2 separate regions of the Ovis aries genome follow, and region 2 is linked to region 1. A link is a contact called in public Hi-C data. All regions are on one chromosome and are shown on one strand. The core of a region is the stretch at or near the end of the contact, and the rest is flanking DNA. Distances in the headings are between cores, read along the strand shown.

Region 1 (6,181 bases), core at 947-3,446:
ACATGGAAAAGACTGAAATTAGAACATTCTCTAACATCTTAAAATGGATTAAAGACCTAATAAAATAAACTCAGAATGGATTAAAGACCTAAATATAAGACCAGATACTGGACTTCCCTGGTGGCTCAGTGGTAAAGAATCCACCTGCCAACACAGGAGATTCAAGTTCAATCCCTGGTCTGGGAAGATTCCATATACTGTGGAGCAACTAAGCCCATGTACCACAACTACTGAGCCTGTGCTCCACAACAGGAGATGCTACTGTAATGAGAAGCCCATGCATTGCAACTCGAGAGTAGCCCCTGCTCTCCACAACTAGAAGCAATGAAGATTCAGCACAAAAATAACAAAATCATTAAGAAAAAAGACTAGATACTATAAAAATCTCTGAAGGAAAACATAGAACACTCTTTGACATATAATCACAGTGATTTGTTTTGGATCTGTTGCCTAAAGTGATGGAAATAAAAGCAAAAATAAACAAATGGGACCTAATTAAACTTAAAAGCTTTTGCACAGCAAAGTACAGTGTAAACAAAATGAAAGGAAAACCTACAGAATGGGAGAAAATATTTGCAAATGATGTGAACGACAAGGAATTAATTTCCAAAATATACAGACAACTCATATAGCTCAGTATCAAAATAACCCAATCCAAAAATGGGCAGAAAATCTAAATAGTTCTCCAAAGAGACATGTAGATGGGCCAATAGGCACATGAAAAAATGTTCACCATTACTAACTAGTCAAGAAATACAGATCAAAACTACAGTGAAGCATCACTTCACACCAGTCAGAATGGCCATCATCAAAAAGTCTACAAATAATAAATGCTGGAAAGGGTGTGAAATGCTGGAAAAGGGAGCCCTCCTACACTGCTGGTAGGAACGTAAATTGGTGCAGCTGCTATGGAAGACAGTCTGGAAGTTCCTTAAAAAACTAAAAACAGAGTTGTCATATGATCCAGCGATTCCACTCCTGAGCATGTATCTGGAGAAGATGAGAACTCTTAATTTGAAAGACACAGGCACCCCAGTGTTCACCACAGCACTATTTACTGTAGCTGAGAAATGGAAGCAACCTAAATGTCCATCAACAGATCAATGGATAAAGATTTGGTGTGTGTGTGTATATATGATATGTGTGTGTGTGTATGTATACACAATGGAATACTACTTAGCCATAAAAAGAATGAAATAATGCCATCTCCAGCAACATGAATGGACCTAGAGATTATATTGAGACAGAAAAAGACAAATATCATATGATAACACTTCTATATGGAATCTAAAAAAATGATACAAATGAATTTATTTAAAAAACAGAGACTCACAGACTTCAAAAACAAATTTATGGTTTCCAAAAGGGAAAGGTTGGGAGAGGGGTAAATTAGGAGTTTGGGATTAATGTGTACACAAAATATATACAAATAAAGTAAACAACAATGACTTATTTCATACCACAGGGAACTATATTCAATATCTTATAATAACCTGTAATGGAAAAGAATCTGAAAAAAGAACACACATATATAACTAAACCACTTTGTTCTACACCTGAAACTAACACATTGTAAATCAACTTAAAAAAATAATATACTTAAATTAAAAAAATGATAATTTATGTGAACTTTAAAAAAAAAGATAAATTGAGAATAATGCCCATACTTCACAAGGATTCAGAAGATTAAGATGTAACTAGGAGAAGGCAATGGCATCCCACTCCAGTACTCTTGCCTGGAAAATCCCATGGACGGAGGAGCCTGGTAGGCTGCAGTCCATGGGGTTGAACAGAGTCGGACAGGACTGAAGTGACTTAGCAGTAGCAGCAGCAGAGTATCTAATATAAAGTTAAGTGAATGTTTCTTACTTTCCATCCATCAAGCCTGGTCATCATCCTCTTGCCAGGTATCTGTACCAAAATGACCTCTGCCCAGGGTCACCTATATTGTCCAGGAGGCAGTGTAAAGAGGAAAAAACCCTAAGTTTAAATTCTGACACGTCTTCTGAGCTATATGAATTTGGACCTAATGCCTGCCTGTCAAATGACATCACCTACCTCATAGGGTTGTCATGAGGATTAAATAGTTGTGTGAAAAGTCAAATAGCTGCTCAACTTTGATAACTATTATGACTTAATCTGGTGAACAAAATTGGCTGTGTCCCTGAAAAACACACATTTGACCATGCTGCCCCCCTGTGGACAGAGTGCAAACAGGCCAGCAAAGAGACCTTGGTAGGCCCCTCCCTCCCCAAGAAGGGCTTGGTGGAAGCGCACAGAACACAGGGACTTTTCTTCTCTGCCAGGGAGCTCATGCTTTACTCAGATATATTTAGTGAACATCCAAACCAGAATTTCTCAGAATAATGTGCTTCTTGGAGTGTAGATCCGTACTGACTCAATAAGGACACAATCTTGAACAAGCTTCCAGATGATACTTAATGCTGCTGACCACAGGCCACTCCGAGTAAAGAAGGTCTTGGGAGTGACATGATAGGAACTATTTATTAGGTGCTTACCCTATGTCAGTTACTGAGAGAGTTAACCCATATTAACTTGTGTAGTCCTCAAGACCCTATGGGGTAAATACTGTTGACCTCTATTTTTCAGATGAGGAAACCAAAGCACAAAGAGAGGAAAGTACTTAGCTATCTGATACATCCAGCAAGGGATGGGCCTTAGGTTCTAATTTAGGCAGCCTAGCTCCAACACCTGCTAAGACTCCAGCAATGTGTAGAGAGTAGCCAGGGGAGGGGCTGCGGCAAGGAGAGGAGGAGACATAGAACACAGAGTGGATGGCAGTTGTGAATGTGAGAGAGGAAGCCATCAAGGACACTTTGGCTGCCTTGTTTAGACCAGTCGAGAGATGGGGGAACCTATCACTACTGAGCTAGGAATATGGGAGAACAAGTTTTAGGGGGAAGGTAGTTCAACTTAGGAATGGTCAATGTGAGTGGCTTTTGGTCATCTGGACAAGTAGACAGACCTAAGTGTCTAGAGTTGAGGAGGTGCTTGAACTTGTAAAGAAACTTTGGGCATTAGCAAATGCGAAACTCTGAGAGCTTGAGGTCATGTGGACAGTGCCCAGACTGTCCTGTTCTAGGCCAAAGTCAACACAGTACATAACTAGAAGAGAGAGGATGGAATCTAGTCTCCCTGGCTGCAGTGGAGGCTGGCTCTGTCCATTCTAATGGGCATTCTGATTCTGGGGAGCAGGCAGAGCATAAGATGTTGATGGGCTGCAGGCAAAAAACAGGTTTTTCTGGAGCTCTATGGTGTCTAAATCCAATGAACTGTCCCCAACCCCTAGATCAACAGAAATAAGGACAACTCCATAGAGAAAGACCAGATAAAGGTTGGGAGGTATTTATTTTCTTTAAACAAGGTCATAAATAACAAAGAAACAAAGAAGGTCCCAGACTTCGGACCCTGAAGCAGGACAGGGATAGGAAGTTGTGGGGTCAAAAGGTGGAGGGGGCTACGCATCACCTAAGACAGTCACAGAGAAGATGGGCTGCAGGAGACTGCCCCTCCCTACCCTTGGAAATGGCGTGCCTGGGCAGCAGGGAGGCTGAAGTGCTGTGATGAGGCAGCTAGAAGAGGGCAAATGTTGAGGATGCTGGACTGTACTGTTTCTATGAAGGGTGACATGGAAACCACAAACAACTAAGATAAGCTGTGGGTCTAGAAAAGGCAAGCGGGCACTCTGCATACCTCCAGGGACCAACTATGAAAATGGTTAAATCTGCTTCTTAAAAACAACTCCACGGGCCTTAGCCTGTGGCTTTGTGCATGGGCTGTAGTGAACCTGGGTTGCTTTATGGCAGGTGAGGGCTCAAGAGGCCCCTGGAGCAGCCTGGCCTCAGCCCAGGGCAGGTGCCCAGAGATGTGGGAGTGGGACGTGGGCCCTCCCCAGATGGGAGGCCATGTGCTTGGACTGGCTGAGCCTGATTTTCAGGCTAGTTTCTTGTGATGCTATCCACCACCCCTCCCTCTACCTAAGGATGAGATCCTGACCTCTCTGTGTCTTCCAAGCCTAGAAGAATAAGATGGGGATAAAAAGGTATTTGACTGGTGTTTTATCTAAAAGGGAAAAATAGAGACCATCTTGCACATGGTCCAGCCCCTGAGGCAAGGCAGGACCATGGCAAGAACAATCTCAAGCAATGGAGGTTCCTGTACCTGGGGAAACATGGGGACCCAGGTACATTACCTAATGCCAGGAACAGGGGTCAAGGGTGGCAGTTCTGATGGAGGCTTCACCCAAGGCAAGGCAGGGAGGACAGGCAAGAGCTATCCCTGAACGGGGAAGGGAGAGGAGCTGGGGAGCCTTAGACTGGGGAGATCAATGTTGATCGAAGGCCCTGGAAAATAATGCTTTGGGCAGGAATACACGAAAGGGTTTGTATATCTGGGGATGCCCGTCTACAGGGAGCCGGTGTCACATGGTCGGGCGGGATGGTGAGCAGACAGCGGCATCACAGTGGCCTCTGGTGCGATGTATTTACAACAGAGCTCAATGTTGAGGGAGGGAAGGAGAGCAGGTCACTAACAGCCAGGAAACACACTGTGAAGAGTGGAAAGAGAATGGAAAACAAATGTGACTCTCACTGGCTTACCCCGCTTACCCTGTCTCATCCAGGAAGCCCTTCCTAATGATCACCAAGGCCTTTGCAGATCTCTGCACCTCTTCTCAGCCCCATCCAGGGCTAGATACAGGGTATGCTCTCAGTGTACGGCTGATCAGACCACAGCTCCAAATGGGCCAGGGCCCCCAGACACTGCTTACTGAGAGAAACTAAGTCTTTTATTGTTGATTCCTGGGATCCATCAATGGTCAGCTGCTTGAGGGGTGGTCTGACATCAGGGAATCACTGTGGCTCACTGTACCAGGCTCCTGGCATTTTCAATGCCCACCTTGCTTTGTCATCCAAACCGCTTAGGCCCTGGCATTTCGAACTACCTTATGTAGAAACTATTTATATTTCTTCAACATTTTTTCTTCAAACTTTCTGAGGGTGGGGAACAAGTTCCCTTGGACCATCATCAGAATCAGAAAAGAGACTTTCCGACTGGCCTGACTCTTCACATGGCCTGCGGAGCTCTGTGAGGATGGGGGCTTCTGCAGCAAAGACTGGGAGTTCCTTGAGGTGGGACCAGGACCATGTGGTTTGGGTCACCATGCCCCTCTTCCTCCTCCTCCTCCACAAAGAAATCTACTGTGTCTCCCAATCCGACATAGAGTTTCCCAAGAAGAGAGGCATCCTTTTTCCTCTAGACCAGTGGTTCCCAAATGGGAATGACTCTGCCTCCCTTAAGACAATAGGTAAAATCTAGGGATGTTTTTGCTTGACACAAGTATGTGTGTTGAGAGGGTGCTACTGGTTCCTAGTATGTAAAGTCCAGGGATGTTGATCATCATGCTACAGTGCACAGAATAGCCCCACCACCACAAAGGATTACCTGCCTCAAACGTTAACAGTGCTGAGGCTGGAAACCCTGCTCCAGATCTCTACATAGCCTCAAGGTCTGCCTCACCTTCCTCGACAGCAGGGCGGGAGAAGGCATATAGAATTTTTCTAAGAGCCTGGAAATGGACAATTCCCATCCCAGCCTCCACAGGAAGGGGCATCTCAAGAAAAAGTACACATCACAAAGGGGGTAGGGGACTAGGCACTGTTTAATGTCAGTTTAGCAACAACTCACTGGACCAGAGCACACGGAAAGAACCAACCACGGCTTTGCAGAAATACACACGCTGGGCTCTGTGTTGAGGAGGAAGAAGAAAGGCATGGTGACCTAACCCAGGCAGGGGTAAGGCAGAGATATTTACAACCTTGCAAATATCTCTTTGTTGGGGTACTGCTGGGCTCTTTAAATCTTTGTACTTCCTTACCACTGGAATCCACCGATAGGCTCTGCAAACCTGTGCCGAATCAGGAAAGTGGCAACAGCTTCAGCTACCTGGAAAAGGGAGAGATATTCCAGGCTATGTTAAGGGTAGCTACGGGGTTCAGCCTTGGAGGTCCTATGGGCTTCTGTTGGAAGTTAAGGCGTTATAGTGTCATGGTCCTGCAGTTCTGGGGAGCCTGAAAGCAAAAGGACCTGGGTCCTGCAGGGATGGCTCCAGAAACGCCAAGAGGAATGATGTGAAGGCTTAGTTATCCCCGTAGAGTTACAA
Region 2 (6,776 bases), core at 295-2,794, 130 kb before region 1:
CTCTTAGCCTCGGCCCCTAGCATAAAACTTCGCATAGAGTACATGTTTACTTAACGTTCATCACGGACAATAATGGTGATGATAGTGAGTGATGAATTTTTCTCCAGGACTCATGTGTATTTCCCAGGCCTAGTGTGAATAAAATAACCTGCTGATTCTGTAAAGGAAATACTTAACTGACTAGCAAAAACTGTAATTCTCAACTATGGCACACTATTTTTCAGGGATAGGTAATATAATCCTTCTATACCTTGGTATTTGGGATTTTATTATGATAAATGGCATTTTTAAAGGAAAGTAAAACTTTGAATTTATTATATCTTTTATCTGTGAACCTCCAAGTACTTTAAAACCATTTAAGTTACTGCAGCCAAGGTGTAAATACTATTTCACTCTCCTTGCAAAAAAACTGAGGAGAGACAGAGTCACTTGGTCAAAATCGTAGAACTACTGTTGAAGAAGCTACACCAAGAGACTCTGGAGCAGCTGTGTCTGACAGGTAAGCACTTGTCAGAATCTCCCACACCTGTTCTGTGACTTGAAAGGTGAACATTCCGTAGAAGAGAGGAGGCCAAAATAAGGAGAAATTTAAGACTACTTCTTTTCAATCTTTCTTCTTGCTCCATATTCCTATTGCCAATATTTTTTGCACGCTAACGCTTATTCATTTTTGTGTTATGGTTAAATGCTGACACATCCTCCCTCTTTCACAACTTGGTTGTTTTCCCCAGTTATCTTCTCCCTACCTCCTAGTCCACTGTAACAACAGAGGAAAATGAGCTGCTATCTGAGACCTAAAATGAGGTTGGATTGCTCGTTCAACTACTTTTGAATTCCGCCTCTTTGAAAAAGTCAGTTCACTCAGCAGCTTCCTCTTTGTGTGTAAAATGAGAATGGATCACGTCACACGATGGTTTAGACTTCAGAAGGCAATTCATAAACTGTAAAGTACTGAATAGGTATCAGCTGTACCCTTCCTGCACCTGCCCTTGTTTAATCTAATTGAAGCCCAGGGACACAACTGCAGTAGACCTAACGCGGACGGGAGGTTTCTATAGGAAACAGCCTAGAGGTGTAGCTTTTTTCCTTTGAGAAAACGCAGGGCAAGGAGCTGCTGGGAGTTGTAGTCTGCGGTGGTCTTTACACGCCTCGAGGCGGGGGGGATGGGGGGATGAAGAACTACAACTCCCGTGAGGCCATGCGGGGACAGCCCTCGCACTCTCCCGCCAGGCGCGCTCCCCAACACGAAACAGGAGGGGGCCTTCGCGCGCCATGGGATTCACAAAAGCTAACTCTGAGGCGGGCGCGTCGTGGTGGACATGGCGTCTGATGCAGAAAAGGAGACGCGTGGGGATGGGTGGGGATTGTAACAAGAATAAGACACGTGGAAAAAGGCAAAATAAGAAATAAAATGGCCCTGCCCCTATTCCTCACCCCGCAGCATGGTCCTAAATCGCGCCGCTGGGAAGGCGTCGGGAGCGCGCTTCCAGGCTCGCGCCGCGAGTCCCGGGAGCTTAAATCGACTGGGAAGGGGGGCGGGGCCAGAGGCGCGAGGGCGGGGCCTAAAGCTGAGGGCGGCGGTAGCGGCGGCGGCCAAGACCCAGACATCTGGGACTGTTGTTGTTCTCTCGAGGTGGGACCGCCTCAGTCCGTTCGCCCAGAGAGACCAGGAGCTCGTCTAGTGGGAAGGAGGCGGCCGCGTAACCCCTCTCTCCTGTTTCCCCAAAGCTGCGGCAGGACCTGGCACATACGTCCTGCGGTAGGTCTCCGATGCCTTTCAGTGAGGAGGGGTCGTCGAGGTCCCGGTGAGCGCGCGTCAAGCTCCTCTAGCTCGGTGTCTTCGCTGGATCCCCATTCATGCACCCTAGACTGGCTGCCATGACTGAAAACGCAGAGGGAGACCTGAACTCCAACCTGCTCCACGCCCCCTATCACACTGGGGACCCTCAGCTAGACACAGCCATCGGGCAGTGGCTCCGTTGGGATAAGGTGGGTACCTGGTCAGCAGGGCATCCTCCCCCTCCTCCTGCACGCCCTCCCACACCGTGTACGCCCTTGCCCGTCCCCACCCGGTGCTCGGCAGGCTGTGGGGGAGATGGCTCAGGCCATGCGGCGGGAGCTAGCGGAGCTGGGCGTTGCCACCCACCTATGCCTGTGCTGCCTCCCTGGGGCCGTCTGAGCTGGAAAAGGACGCCTGTAGTCGCTTCATTTTGCAGGGCGAGAAATTGCTACCTTCCTTCCTCCTCCCCCCTTCCCGCCCCCCTTCTAGTGTATATCATGTCCCTTTTCTCAAAAAAAAAAAAAATAATAATAATTAATCATCATCATCGTAAGTTATACCCTTAATAGAGATATTTATTTCCTTCCCCCTTTCTTCTCCCTTGACTTCCTTCTCTGCAAATCTGAAAGTGGGTGGTTTTTGTGTTGTTGTGTTTTGTTTTTTTTTTTTTTTTTTCCGCCTTCTGGGACGATATCTAACCACTGTCTGCTTTAGCGCTGGTCTGATGTGTTTCCACCTTACGTCGCTAGGTAGTCGCTGGTCTTTTATCGCTCCCGCTCCCGTGTATTCTCTAATACCACCTTTTGCTCTTGAGAAATATAAGGGTTCTCTTTTTTCCGCTGGCCAGAAGTTATTTTCTGAAAGTGTCCTCTTCCAAAAATCATGTTTTCCAGGTTTCATGCGATGCTCGGGATACAGACTTGTATCCCTTCCTCCTCTGTTCCCCGACCCGTACTCTCTCCAAATTGTTGCGGTGTTTATCTTGTGGAGGCATACGGGATGGATATATGAGAGCTAGAATTAAAATGCAGCCATCTCACTTGTAAAAGAGGCCCTTAGCTCCAACAAAGGAAGATGATCCAAGCTTTTGCTTTGTCGAGTATATTAAATGCATTTGTTGAAGCAGAGACGGCAGCGTATTTTAAATGGAATTAATAATACTGAATTAAAGAATTAATGTGGTCATATGTGAAATCACGTTATTCAACTTCCTAAAGGATTATTAGCCTTCTGAAAAAGTTTTATTTTCACTCTGTTCAGTCATTCATGCGTTCAGCAGAAAATATCCATTGAGTACTGGGTGATGTTTCAGGGCCTGTTGGGTCCAGGGCATGCTAGAGGTGAGGAGGCTAGAAAGGGTTCCTACCCTCAAAAAGCCTTCAGTCAGCAAATAAGGAAGACCAACAAATAAGCAATTACTTCTTTAGTGTTACATGGTCATATGTATCTTGGACATTCTAATTCTTCCTCTGGAGTCTAAACCAGTGCATTTCAAACTCTTGAAGTGCATGCAGATCACCTGGAGATCTTTAAATGCAGATTGTGATTTAGGAAGCCTGGGGTGGGGTGTGAGATTCTGCTTCATAATAAACTCCCAAGTGATACCAGTGCTGCTGGTCTGTGGACCACACTTTGAGTAGCAAGGCTCCAGAATGTTCTGAATGAGCTACTAGAGAGCTAACACCCTCTTTGTAGGATTTGACTGTTTATGCAAAAAATACATATGTACACACACTTTTTTTAGTCAGGTACAAAATCTGTGGTATCCCGCTGATTACAAGGATGTGAAAAATGCGAATAACTTTACATCCATTTTGCCTGTTTTTATTATTGCCTGCTGTGAATATAGTTCCTTGTTGTGGAAGGATAGAAAAGAAGTGAAGATTTACAGATTACTCTTCTGCTTTTGGTTCATTAGGGAGGAGGAAGCCTAGTAGGAAAAAAAAGCTAAGGCTTAGCATACTGTAAATGATATATGCTGTAAACTGACCATATATATCTCTTCAGCAGAGAAATCTAAATTACAAATGAATGTTATCTTTGTAGGTTTAATATAGGTAATTGCTATTGTTTAAAGCCATCTGCTGTCAGTAAAGAAATGTGATTGCACTTGTGTCTTTGTGAAGTGAAAGGAAGATGTATGATATTCAAAGACACTTGTAGAATTCCAACACAGTTTAATTTACTGGTAACTATTATGTGTGTCAAAGCCTTTGGCCCTTCAACAGTAGGAGTTTGTTTCATTGCCACAGGTGAAATCTTTTGTTCTATTTAGGTGCCAATTTTGACTATACTTTTCCTAATGGGTCTTTTGATTTGATTATTTCTAAAAATATTGGCTGAGTGAATTTATATTAATTGTTCATGCTGTACCTAGACATTGTTGGATATACTGAAATGTGACAAGACTATGAAATACATATACACGTAAAAAGATAATTCTGGGATGGTATTGGTGGCAATTTAATGGTTTATAGGCAGTTGGTTTTTATAGGAGTTTAAAAGTAAGTGACCTGTGGACTGGGATAGTCAAGGAAGACAATAAGAAGATGGGATACATATAAAAAGAATGGGGAGAGCCCTCACCGAAAGTGGAAGAGAAATTAATTTATATTTAAAGGGCCTTCTGTATACAAGGTACTGACTGAAAACCTGTGGGAGACACAAAGAGTAATTAGATATGGATCATATTGTCAAAGAACATAGAAGGGAATATAAAACAAAAGCTTACAAATATAATACACGTAGCAAGTAACAAGGAGAAGGAAATGGCAACCCACTCCAGTGTTCTTGCCTGGAGAATCCCAGGGACGGGGGAGCCTGGTGGGCTGCTGTCTATGGGGTTGAACAGAGTTGGACATGACTGAAGCGACTTAGCAGCAGCAGCAGCAAGTAACAAGTGCTTTTAACAGATTTAAATAAGTTTAATAATTATTTAATAAAAATATTTACTTAACCAATCCCTCTCTCAATGGGAAAAATGCTTTTAATTAGTAAGGAAAGATACATCTATTGTAGATTAATAGTATAGGTAAGCTAGACTATGGTGTCCCAGGGCATTGAAACGTGGAGTGCAGAAATGTGAAACAATAGTTTGGATTTACAGCATTTATTGCATTACATGTTGGTGATGACATGTGTGGTCTTCCAGCATAGAGAAAGTGAGGTAATACCTGATTAATACCTTTTTTTTTTTTTAATAGTGAAACAAAGAACCTACCAAATGCCCTGATCCTTGATGACTCTGGTGAGATACATAGTACCAAGTCATAAGTTGATCTAAAAGCAATTTGTTACTTGCCCAGGTCACTAATATTGCTAGTTTTAGTCATGGTGGGTGGTGTTCTTTGACATTTCTTCATAAAACAGGTGTTATCTGTGCTAAACCCTTCAGAATTAGTTAAAATTTAGACTTGTCAACATTGAGAGGAAGAATATTCCAAGTAGAGATAAAAACATTAATGTGTATACTTAGAAAATTTGTTTCTGCAGTAGCTTAGGGTACATAGAAACTGTTTGAAAGGCATGTAGACCAGGTCATAGAAGGGCGTTAGTATGTGGTTAGTGGCCTTGAATAAAGGTTTATGAAAGTGTTAAAACAAAAATAGTGCAAGAAGACAGGGTGTTTATTGGAGATGTCCCAGGTACCCCTTGCTGTTGCTATGGAGTGACATTCTTTTGCTCTGTTTACTATAGTCCAGGATCTGACCCTTGGTTCTTATGCCTTCAGACTAATTTGTTAGTCTGTCTTGTCTCTAGGATGGACTCATGCTGCTCAAGGTCACAGTAACTGATGTCAGAATTCAGAAAGCTGTTTTATTAATTTATGGTACAGATGTAATATAGACGAATTTGTCTCAGTCAGGCCATTTTCTAGATGCACCATTAGGGAAGTGAAAGAATCTGAAGATTTGTAGTGATTATGAAATCAAATCACAAGGAGTCAGATATATGGCATAAATGTTTAACAGCATTAGCCTGTAATAAGTAAATGCATCCATCTCTCTGATGGGACTGTCCTACCACTGGAATCCAACAAGTTTGTGGATCAAAGTGTTCCTCCTCCAGCCAATGCACAGATAACACCACTGCAGTGCTCTCCCCTTCTATCTTTTAGAGCTAAGGTCCCCACTTCCTTCATAATGCTTTCAGACATTCTATCAAATTACAGACAACCTGGCTAGAAGCTAGGTTCTCTATAAACATTGACAACTCTCTCCTGTTTTTGATATACTGTAAATTTTACCATTTTTGAAAACAGTCTCATCAAAGACATTAAGCCCTGTCCAAGTTTGGGTGTGTAAATATGGGTAGGGAGTGGGATGAGGCCCAGGGCAAAGCTGCTCAGCCAGCTGTAGTGGCAACAACTATATACATGTTGACAACAGTGTGGAGGCAGGAATTGGCCATGGCATTTTGAGAAATAACAAGTAGAGTGCTGTGGTCTCTGAAGGTAGGTTTATGTTGAGAAAGAGTAGAATGTAAAGATAGATTAATCAGGTTACAGTTATGAAATGCCTGAAAATAGAAATAAAAGACTTCATCCTAAAGGCAGTGATTTTCAAACATCTAGCAATGAAAGTTTTCAAGCAAAATACAGCCCGCATTTTTTAAAAAATGGTGAGTGAATTTCCTTTTAAATCATCATGGTGTAATGGAAAACACACCCATGAAGCACCTTTACAGAGGTTGTCTAGTCCAGTTTCGTTGTGCAGAGACCCAAAGAAGTGGAAATTATCAATGGTGGTGGATAGAACCTGAATCAGAACTTGAATCTGCCACCTAGTTCAATACAGTTTTTATAATGGTTTAGTCACCGACACCAAGAATCGTGTCCGACTCTTGTGAATCCCATGGACCCCATGTGACCCTGCCAGGCTCCTTTGTCCATGGGATTCTCCAGTCAAGAGTACTGGAGTGGGTTGCTATTTCCTTCTCACTTTTTTTTTTTTTAAATAATACTAGTCTATATTGCATTTTTTGTTAACCTTTTTCT

What was found. A called contact is a pair of places that touch in the nucleus more often than the background predicts.
Region 2: a contact with region 1 is called in a Hi-C map of liver, with 2.3 times the contacts expected there. The contact joins the promoter of PGM2L1 here to the enhancer-like site in region 1. A contact is called at or near these places in 2 of 16 Hi-C or Micro-C datasets (liver and tail adipose tissue).

The regions. Positions count from the first base shown.
Region 1 is chr15:52,336,181-52,342,361 of ARS-UI_Ramb_v3.0, reverse strand. It overlaps PPME1 (protein phosphatase methylesterase 1), which reads right to left. Exons shown (of 14, transcript XM_012096032.5): 13 at 5,897-5,964; 14 at 3,351-5,765. The coding sequence ends at 5,765. It also overlaps a transcript of P4HA3 not described here. Among named protein-coding and RNA genes, the nearest start is that of TRNAE-UUC, 36 kb to the right of the region's middle. Within about 2 kb of position 2,196, at least 7 of the 54 cell types and tissues checked have an H3K27ac peak or open chromatin away from gene starts, as enhancers often do. A contact at or near this core is called in liver, where this site is marked.
Region 2 is chr15:52,464,786-52,471,561 of ARS-UI_Ramb_v3.0, reverse strand. PGM2L1 (phosphoglucomutase 2 like 1) reads left to right here and starts at 1,544. Exons shown (of 15, transcript XM_042233221.2): 1 at 1,544-1,633; 2 at 1,729-1,989. The coding sequence starts at 1,858.